Linked DNA regions of Mus musculus: regions 2 and 3 are each linked to region 1. A link is a contact called in public HiChIP or PLAC-seq data. All regions are on one chromosome and are shown on one strand. The core of a region is the stretch at or near the end of the contact, and the rest is flanking DNA. Distances in the headings are between cores, read along the strand shown. Region 1 has its middle 39 kb from the start of 4930563J15Rik. Region 2 has its middle 60 kb from the start of Gm51770. Region 3 has its middle 19 kb from the start of Gm46230.

Evidence for each region. HiChIP or PLAC-seq counts read pairs in DNA pulled down with a chosen protein or histone mark.
Region 2: a FOXA1 HiChIP or PLAC-seq map of pancreatic cancer cells shows a contact between it and region 1. The contact joins two enhancer-like sites. A contact is called at or near these places in 1 of 15 datasets of contacts at CTCF or cohesin (the NIH/3T3 cell line) and 1 of 115 datasets of contacts at active chromatin or transcription factors (pancreatic cancer cells).
Region 3: a CTCF HiChIP or PLAC-seq map of the NIH/3T3 cell line shows a contact between it and region 1, with 6 read pairs. The contact joins two enhancer-like sites. A contact is called at or near these places in 1 of 15 datasets of contacts at CTCF or cohesin (the NIH/3T3 cell line) and 2 of 115 datasets of contacts at active chromatin or transcription factors (the NIH/3T3 cell line and embryonic stem cells).

Annotation. Positions count from the first base shown.
Region 1 is chr10:67,609,038-67,612,312 of GRCm38.p6, forward strand. No RefSeq gene overlaps it. Among named protein-coding and RNA genes, the nearest start is that of 4930563J15Rik, 39 kb to the left of the region's middle. Within about 2 kb of position 1,829, at least 58 of the 459 cell types and tissues checked have an H3K27ac peak or open chromatin away from gene starts, as enhancers often do. A contact at or near this core is called in the NIH/3T3 cell line and pancreatic cancer cells, where this site is marked.
Region 2 is chr10:68,089,339-68,092,613 of GRCm38.p6, forward strand. It overlaps a transcript of Arid5b not described here. Among named protein-coding and RNA genes, the nearest start is that of Gm51770, 60 kb to the right of the region's middle. Within about 2 kb of position 1,628, at least 65 of the 459 cell types and tissues checked have an H3K27ac peak or open chromatin away from gene starts, as enhancers often do. A contact at or near this core is called in the NIH/3T3 cell line and pancreatic cancer cells, where this site is marked.
Region 3 is chr10:67,329,311-67,332,585 of GRCm38.p6, forward strand. No RefSeq gene overlaps it. Among named protein-coding and RNA genes, the nearest start is that of Gm46230, 19 kb to the right of the region's middle. Within about 2 kb of position 1,476, at least 11 of the 459 cell types and tissues checked have an H3K27ac peak or open chromatin away from gene starts, as enhancers often do. A contact at or near this core is called in the NIH/3T3 cell line, where this site is marked.

The DNA.
Region 1 (3,275 bases), core at 579-3,078:
ATCCCTTCCTATGTTCATGTCTCTAACTTGGGTGTGGTGCCAGCTGACATTCTCTGGAACCCCACTGAGTACTGATGGGACCAGAGGCTTGTTCTCTGTAGAACATGTCTTCAGACGGTGGCTTGCCCACTCCCATCTTCTCTGAAAATGCCTGAGCAGTCGATTGCCCTTGATCTGCCATTTTCCATCACATACTTATATAATTTAGCAGTAGTTCCCAGAACAACATGCTCTGAACAGGATCCCCGCTCACATTGCCCTCTCCTGTCGGTCCAACTATGTCGGGTTTTCATAGACTTCTGTCATGAGCTGGGTTTTTACTCCAGACTCCTGGAATCTTTCTTCTCAGCAGGTTAAGAAGACAAGTTGGGTATACCATCTCTCTGCCTTAAGCCCTCCATTTGTCTTCCAGCACAAATGGACACTCACACACTTCACCATGCCTGTTTTCCACAATGTTCTCACCTTAGGTCATCACACCATGTCCTCCAATGCTCGTTAACTCTCCCTTGAATGCTGCCTATCTCTTTGATTCCTTTGTTGGAGGTAAAGCTTGCTCTGACCTCACTTTGCCTTGTCTTCAGAGGGCAGTTTACCATGTCCAGGGGTGATGTTAATCGCTCCTTATCTAGGTGTGGATTCCCTTTCTCACCTCCTGAATGCTATGCTTTGACAGTAAGGACTTCACTTATTGGTCACATAATCCTAATGCCTAGATCAGTGTCTGGAACCTAGTCATGGTTAGGCATTTCTTGTTGCACTCCTGAATGGGTTATGGAAAGAGACCACAGGGTTGTAGGCCAAGTCATGTGAAGACTCAACAAGGTAATGTTTCTAGAGATAATGGGAAATGCACAGTAAAGACTCCAATAAAGACTGGTGGTAAGGGGTGTTCTAGAAGCATGGGATTCTACAGACCTTCTAAGAATTTGTGGCCATATTAGAATTCAGATCAGTGTCCATAGCAATAATGGTTGCCAAGGCCAAAGTCAAGACCATGGCAGATAATATGAGTTGAATGTAAGGCACATTGGGGTTGTTTCTTAGATGGCAATTTATTTACCTTCTTGATGGAGTAGAGCTATTGTAGGGCCTGAGTAGCTTTGAGGCTGACCTTGATTCAGAGAGGATAAACTCTTTTATCCCAAGAGGCTGTAGATTAGGTCAGCCTGCCAGGAGACCTTTATTGATCAGTCCATTTAAAACTGTGAGGTCTAAGGAGAGACACATTCCTCCCTCAACCAGCACCCAACACAGTATAACCTCCTCCCTTGCATATCATTCCTTCTTATTCCCTCAAATAGCCCAACAATTCTTTGGGTAAGATGTCATGATGCAGACAGCCCACCAGAGACCAGTGAGTTCCATGACCCATTCACTTCTCATGACGGGGAACTCCACTCATCAGCAAGGGGCTCTGGGCTGTCTGGGAATCCCCATAGCAGCAGTAATCTCTGTGGAGCTGAGCAACAAAACAATTTTCAGATTTAGCACCACGGCCTCATGAGGAGGGAGGGCTGCTGCTGGTGGCTCTCGGAAAAAGCAAAAGCCCAGATACTGAAATATCTGGGACGTAAGAGGTCGATGGCTCTAGGGGCTGGACATGCTGCAGACACTAAGCCCGGTGAGCCTTGCCTCACCAACCTCAATCCTACAGGGACATTTTGAGAGGCTATACAGCAGTCAGTGCAAAACCCAGTCCATCACCTGAAGCTAAGAGGCAGAGAGGCTTGGCGTGGCTTTCAGAGGAAGCGAGGTGAAGGTGCTTCTCTGCTCAACAGCTAAATAAACCACTCAGACCTTTCATGACTCACAAACCACAGAGCCCACAGTTGGCATGCGCCTCATCCTCCTAGTCTACAGATATTGACAGAGAGCCTATTGTGTGCCTGGCAATGTGCTGGCCCGTGTTGAAATGTAGTGGTAAAGCAAGATTCACTGTCTCTCCTATCAGTGTGGACATTACTCCGGAGTGGTACATCCTATAGCATGGAAGGTAATGGGTACTAGTTATGAGGAAACGGCTTTTGCCAGTATTTAGCTGTGACCTCGGACAAATCACTTTACTTCCTCACCTTCATTTTCCACCCCCCATCTCTATTTTTAAGGAAATGACATAGTACATACAGCCTAATAAGGCACAATTGGTTAACAAGTAGTTATATGCCAATAAAGGCTGGCTCTTCTTCTGGTTAGTAGAGAATTCCTATGAAGACACATTTTTGTATTGAAGCAGTTGAGTCTTGAACAAATCTACATACTTTTAGAGCTAAGACTAGAAAGAAAATGGAATAATTGGAAATAACATTTTTTGTTTCCTGTTTGAGGGTCTTTCTGCACACCTCTGTCTCCCTCTTGCTGTTCTGGAGGCCCCTGTTTTCTGGATCTTCTGGCTGACAGGCCGGAAGGAATCCAGGCAAGCTATGGGGACCACACTGGCACTGTTTCAGAGTGCAGGCTTCAGCGTTAGCCAAAGAATGATGCCTTTCTAGACATGGATGGGGACTCTCCTGAAAGTCATTGGTGCTGAGAGAGACACAGAGACAGAAAGGCTACAGCAATATACCCGTGACTACACGGGATGCTGGTCTTACTCTGTGAAGAAAGGATGGACTCTCTTAAGCTTTGGGGTTTGGGGCTATGGGAGAAGAGAAGAGTTGTTTCACAGTGTGTACCAAGCCCTGGATAGCATTGGGGCCTAAACTGAGAAAGGCAGCATAAGTACATGGAGAACACCATTCAACAAAAGGAGCTGGACTCACAAAGAAGTTTATAGACTTTTTATGCAACCTGAAATAATGCATTTGCTTCCTGCAAAGATTCCATGGAGTTAAAGCATAAGCTTCAGGCTAAAGAAAGATATTTACAATGCTTGTTACTGGCAGAGAACTCAAAACAGCATTTTATATCTTACACATCAATAGGAGAAGAAAATCCAAGAAAAACAAGCAAATCAAATACACAGGGGTGTAAGTACAGTCTCTTCTACTCTTGCCTTAGTTCCTGAATAAGGACTCTGAGACTTAATTATTTATAAATAAAAGCCTAGGCCATAAACTTGAGCTTGTTGCCTGACTAGCTCCTGACTTATGTAACCCTTTTATTCTATTGTATGTCTACTACAAGGCTAGTTACCTCCCCTCAGTTTCAGAGTCTGACTCCTCGGAGTCTGGGTGGCAGAATCTCCAAGGGTTCTTCTCTCTCTCTCTCTCTCTCTCTCTCTCTCTCTCTCTCTCTCTCTGCTGGATGCCCCACCTTCTAATCCCACCTCAGCC
Region 2 (3,275 bases), core at 378-2,877, 480 kb after region 1:
TACCATTTGTTTACTTTTCATTTTTGTGGAAATAAGTATCGTACTTATGTCGTGGATTTCTATGAGGGCTAATGATGAATGGAGACCTCTGCCCCTCCCCCAATCCAAAACCAAACCAAACCAAAGCAACGTTTTAAGCAGTGCGGGTAGTGTGCATGGTCAGATCATTAATTACTCCAGTCGTCACTGCATCAGTGAAGTGACAGGCCCAGGCTTGAAAAAAACACCAAAACATGGTTGTCAGTAGACTTAACTATACAAGATGCTGTGCCCCACCCCGAGGGCCTTGCTACCGGGCAATCTATCTCATGTTGGCGGTTCTCTCGGCTCTACAGTGAATGATAAGCTGCCATAGAATGAAGTAGGGTGACTTGAATGTGGCTGTATCTAGCACGTTACAGACTTTCTGAAAACTGAGTTTATTCTTCCCATCATTAGATTTAACCAAAAAAGTCGGGCTGGAGCCAGAGGCCATACCCGTGAGCACCTCCTAGTGGTTGCTTGTTCAGTGACTGACTTACTCCTTAAGTGAGAATTTAACTCCTGCAGTGTGTAAATCCACAATGAAATAGAGCATCACCATTCATGAATTAATTTCTTCTTTCTTTTTTGGGGGGGATGGGGAAGGAGAGGCACAGTGTCATTGCTTTACTGTGTTGGGGAGACACGGAATATCTGCAGTTAGTGTAGCCAAAGACAGATTGGCCATCTGGCTTTTCTAGATCTTCATTGTCCCGTTTGATATCCCGCTACATGTGGCTCCTCAAATGTAACGGACAGAATTCAGCACTCAGTTCCCTTGTCACAGTGGGCACATTTTAGGGGCTCAGTCACCACACTGGCCGTGAGACATGATATTGGAAAAGACTTCCATAAACATTTCTACCACCCCACCCCCGGGAAGTTATACTGGACAGTTGGATCCCACAGCGAGTCAGTAACAATGAATGCAGTGGGGATTCTGAGAAGAGACCTGAGTGACCACGAGGTGGCTGGCTGAATGCCTGTGGTTCTGACCTATACACGAGGCAGCTGGCTGGATGCCTGTGGCCCTGGAAAAACATGATTAAAAATAGTCTGCTATTTCAACAGATGCTTCACAATGTTAATTCTGGTAACTTGCCCAGAGGTCCTTGAATTCAGGAATTCTGAATCCATGTAGCACAAATTAATGCAATTCATTTATCTATCTATCTATCTATCTATCTATCTATCTATCTATCTATCTATCTATCTATCTATTTATTTATTTATTTATTTATTTATTTATTTATATTTTTGTAGATCAACCTTATGGCTCTCTCTTCTCTTACCCCACTCCTGACCACTGGTCATTTCCAGCTCTTCCTCTCCACTTAGGCTTACTGTAAATAACCACTCAGACCCTGATCGCTATCAGCTGTAAAACATTTGTTCTCTTTGGCCGTTTTCCTGGAATGTATCATTAGGTATTTTCATTGCTTTTGTGCCCCAAGTGAATCTTTACCAAAGGTATTGTCCCGTTCTGACAACATTTACCAAGCAAACCTGATTTAAAAAAAAAAAAATCATGAAGTTTCCTGTTGTGCTTGAATCTCATCTACAGAGGCTCAGTGTGGTGCAGAGGGATAGATATCCTTCTGCTGTATGCAACCAAGCCACAGTACAGGATGAGATAGACGTGGGTCAAAGTCATGGTCAGAGGACCATGGGGCTAAGGGTCCTTCCCGTTAGAAAAGGGATGGCAGTCAGGGAGGAGAGGGTGGGAAGCACAGCTATGTTGTCACGACTCTTGCTGGCCTTGTAGTCCATTGGAGAGTCTATTCTAATGAGAAAAGGGGTCCTGGATTATCTTTTTATCTAAATGGATGCTCCCCCCAAGCCCCTGTCCCACACGTCCATTGTTGTAGTGGCATGCATGCTTGCCTCCAAATTGATTTCTCCGGTCTACTCAAAGCCTATCCCGATGATGTGATATGGCCTCAAGCCTCAACTGTCACCGGAATCCTCCCCTGACCCCATTCCTGCCCTTCCTGCCTTATCTCCGAGACTCCTCAGGAAAGGAATCCGTCGGTCTGCGTCACGGATGCCTCATTTCGACTGCTGGCAAGTTGAGTTGGGCCAGGGGCGAGCCCACAGGCTTTCGGGGAAAGACCCAACATCTTTATCATCTCTACCCAATGGACGCTATTGATACCGACGTCAAGTTCCTGCATTTTCAACCCCTGTGCTCTTTCTTCCAAGTCCCTCAGGGATGTGGCCATCCAGTCTACCACCCAAAACGTCTGCCACTTCTATGTTAGGCTGCACTCTGCCTGTCTCCACTCGGCAGCTCTTTGTGAATGATGTCAGTGTGGACAACCTAACTCGGTGGTCTCCCTGCTTAAACCTCTTCTTTTGGTCAGGACAATGACCAGAGGCTCAATCTGGCCTACTTAGATGGTCTCCACCATACTTTAACCTCACCTAACCACATTCATTCATTGTTGTCTGTTAATCATGCCCTGTAAGCTATCACCCTCAGACCCTGTTCAATTACTGTAAATTCAACTCATTCCTGCTTCGGGGCCTTTAAATATGTGCTCTCTGATGCTTAAATTACCCTCTCCCAGTCCACTCTAGCTAACTCACGCTTATCCGTTCAGTGGTGACTTCCTCTTAGGTATCACATTAGTCATCAGACTCCTCCCCCAGAACGAGGTCACCTTGGGCTGTTAACCTTATAAGGGTAAATGACTTCTTTCCAGTGAGACTTTTAGGCTCCACTGGGAGCCTCTTTCCATTTCCATTGTGTTCCCAGTTCCAAACAGCAAAGCCCTGGCAATGGAGGTATCTAGGTACATTTGTTGACTAACTCAACAAACAGTAACTTTATGTGACCTGGCAGCTTAGGAAATGGGAGACATTTAGCATCCTGCCTGCCCTCCTCCTCCTGTCCCTCCTCCACCCTCCCTAGCCAAGTTCAAATCTTGACTCTATCATTTGTTAGTCAGACACTCTTTGGCAAGTGAAAACCTTTCTAAACTATAATTTTCTCATTAGTAAATCAGCCATAACCATTCATAGGCGAAGGAAGCTTCTAGTAGGTCCCCAATAAGCTACGCTCATTATCAACATTACCATCTCCAATTTGGAAAGCAGAGACTGGAAGTCCTTTGCTCTGGCCACAAAGCTCCCCAGGAATAAGAGACAGACACTCCCAAAGGAAACAGATAGTAACATTTTTTATTAAATATTACAGTGGATCAAAAAGTACAAAATATCTCTTGCCTGCTATGTGATTGGGAAACCATTGG
Region 3 (3,275 bases), core at 226-2,725, 280 kb before region 1:
CCAATAGGTACGACATTCCCTAAAACAAATGCCTGAATCCGAGGGTGGGAGGAAGGTTAATTTTCTTTTAAGAATGAATTGGAGAGTTGTTTAAAAAAGAACGGCCACAACTTCGAGAGAAAAACGGTGTGTACACAAGTGTGGCGTCTATTATCATCACTAGGAAGTTGCTCACAGGTTTATTGCATGCTTGACTTTGCATGCTAGAAAGTCCCCCCATCCACCCCCATCTCTGATGCTCAGGGAAGAATGCTGCAGTATCGCTTCGCTGGGGTGCCTACCTCACCTTTGGCAAGCGTACCCCTCTTTATGCTGATGCTTAACAAAAAGGCGTTCAGGAATGGGCTGGACATCTCAGTTAGTGCTGAGATGACAAAACTTCGGCAGAACAACAGTCCCCAGTTAGGGATGCCAAACAGGAAGGGCACATCTGTGCAAAACAAGCCTTAAGCTGGAAGGATGAATAATGGCGCTGTGTGGGTGGAGCTTTCTCTATGGCAAACTCTGGCCAGGCCTCTCCGTGAGCGGCTGTCTGATAACAATGGAGGAGGCTTTGTGTTCCCTCCGCCTCCCACACACCTTTGTAAGGAAGCTCGGCAGGGGAAGGGAGGTCGGTGGTAAAGATTCCTCTGTCATTAGAGCTCAGGTATCGATTTAGGAGCAGGAGCCTTAGGAATAGGAGTTCTCGGCAGGGATGGGAGAGGGGGGTTTGCTTTGACTTTCAAATACTCGATAGAAACTATTAGGCGATAGATACTTAAAGACTGCCTTGTTTTGGGTTTAATTAAAGTTTTGTTTTGTTTTGTTTTGTTTTTAACGTGAAATGAGTTCATTTTCATTGTACAAACCTGTGAATTTTAACACTTTTAGAAATATGAAGGTTTGTTTTTGGTTCTAATGGAGTGTGTGTGTGTGTGTGTGTGTGTGTGTGTGTGTGTGTGTGTTTGTGTGTAGAGGCCAGAGCTCAACTTTGTTGAGCTATCTACCTTGTTTATGTTCTTTTTGATTGTGGGGTGTGTGTGTGTATATGTGTGTGTATGTATGAATGTGTGTATATGAATGTGTGCATATGTGCGTATGCATGTGTGTATGTGTGTATATATATGTATGTATGTGTGCATATGTATATGTGTATATGTGTGTATATGTGTATGTGTATATGTGTGTATGTATGTATGTGTGTGTATACGTATGTATGCATGTGTGTATATGTGTGTATGTCTGTGTATGTATATATGTGTGTGTGTATGTATGTACATGTGTGTGTATAAGTGTGTTACATATATGTGTGGAGGTCAGAGAGCACCTTTGGGGAATCAGTTGTCTTTCTACCTTGTTATGGCAGCCTTCTCATTCTTCCTACACTGCATCTCCATGCTTGCTTCATGGGTTCTGGGGGGTCTAACTCAGCTCATCAGCCTTTTATGGCAAGCACCTCCATCTGCTGAGTCATCTCCTCTGATCTGCCTTGATTTCGGTCCAGATTTGGTTTGACTGGCTGGCCTCCGAGCCTCAGGAATCCTGTCTCTACTTCCCCAGTACTGGCCTTGTGCCTGTGCACCACCCATCCTTTTCACATGGGGGTTGAGGCTTGAACTTGGGTCCCTGTGCTTATGAGGCAATCTCTCTACAGGCTGGGCCATCTCTCAGTACCAGGAGCATGGCACAGCCTGATCTCTTGGCCCACACTCGGCCTGTTGGCTGTCATCAGACAAGGCGAGATCACTCTAGTGAAGAATACACACATTGTTTTCTGTGTGCTTCTCAGCTTCCATGGACTTAGCCTGTCACTCACAGCTTCCGTGTGTCTCACTAACCTCGAGAAAACAAAGGCTCTCACTTCCTCTTCCCTCCCTCCCTTCTTTTATTTCCCCTTCACTTCTTCCTTCCTTCTGTTTTGAAAACAAACTATTTTACGTATTCATGTGTGTGTATTTGTCTGCATGTGTGTCTGTGTCTGTGGTCCACGCACACACAGTATACCTGTGGGCATCAGAGGATAACTTCTGCAAGTCCACCAAGGGTCCCTGGGATTGAACTCGGGTTGTCAGGTTTGGCAGCAATCGCCTTTACCCACTGAGTACTGTCACCAGCCCATTCACTCTTGTTTCCAACAGTGTTTTAAAGACAGGATCTAACAAACGGAGTGAAAATCTGAATGAGTCAACTCCACTGCCTCTCATCTCCATGACTTCTGGCAAGTCACTTTTTTCATCTTGGGGAGGGGACGGAAAGGGGGAGAGTGGAGGATGAAGGGGAGGGGAGAAGAGGAACAGAGTAATTGATTGCAAAAGTCAGGTGTGGTGGTCCAGTCTTATTAGCTAATATGCAGGAGGCTGAAGAGGGAGGATATTAGGTTTGAAGCCATCCTGGGGTCCATGGGAGGATCTTGAATTTGAGGCCATCCTGGACTACATGGGAGGATATCGAGTTTGAGGCTAGCCTGGGCTACATGCAAGGATCTTGGTTTTGAGCCATCCTGGGCTATGGGGGGGGGAGCTTGAGTTTTAGGCTATCCTGGGCTACATGGGAGGATCATGGGTTTGAAGTTATTCTGGGCTACCTGCAAGGATCTCAGATTTGAGGCCAGCCTGGGCTACATGAATGAGACCCTATCTCAGAACAAATGAACAACAGAGCTGCAGAGTAAGGAACAACCTGTCAGGTGAAAATTGTTCAATTTAATTGAAAGGCTTAATTTCCCTCCACTTAATTAGCATACAACTTCCTGCCAAATTCTGAGATCAAATTAATTATTAGCTAATGCCTAACTTCCACCCGAGAATGTAGTTATCATTGTTGAAATGTAAATATATCTGAATTAGGTATTAGTCATTTACACCTTAGTGTAATTAAAACAGGATTAGTTTAAGAGCCGGAGTAAAAAAGACAAAATGTGGGAGCTAAATAGATGCTCAGTAGTGACAGTGGAAAGTTAGAATTCCTACAGAAGTGACAGTAGTGACAGTGGGAAATTAGAATTCCTACAGAAGACCTGGGCTTCCTTCCGGGAAGCTCACCTGTAACCCTGGCTCTGGGGTGGACTGGCACTTCTGGCCTTTCCAGACATCTACATTCATGTGCACACATGTGCACATATATACATAATTAAAAGTTATAAAAGCAAATCTTGAAGAAAGGAAATGTGTGAGCACTGTCTGTTGGAAGAACATCTGCAACAGAAGACAGATGTTGGGAAAGATGCCCATTCTCTTGAAATTGTAATCTGAGGACACCCAAAGTAGTCCTTTCCTTTTCTTTAAAGTGTTTATGAG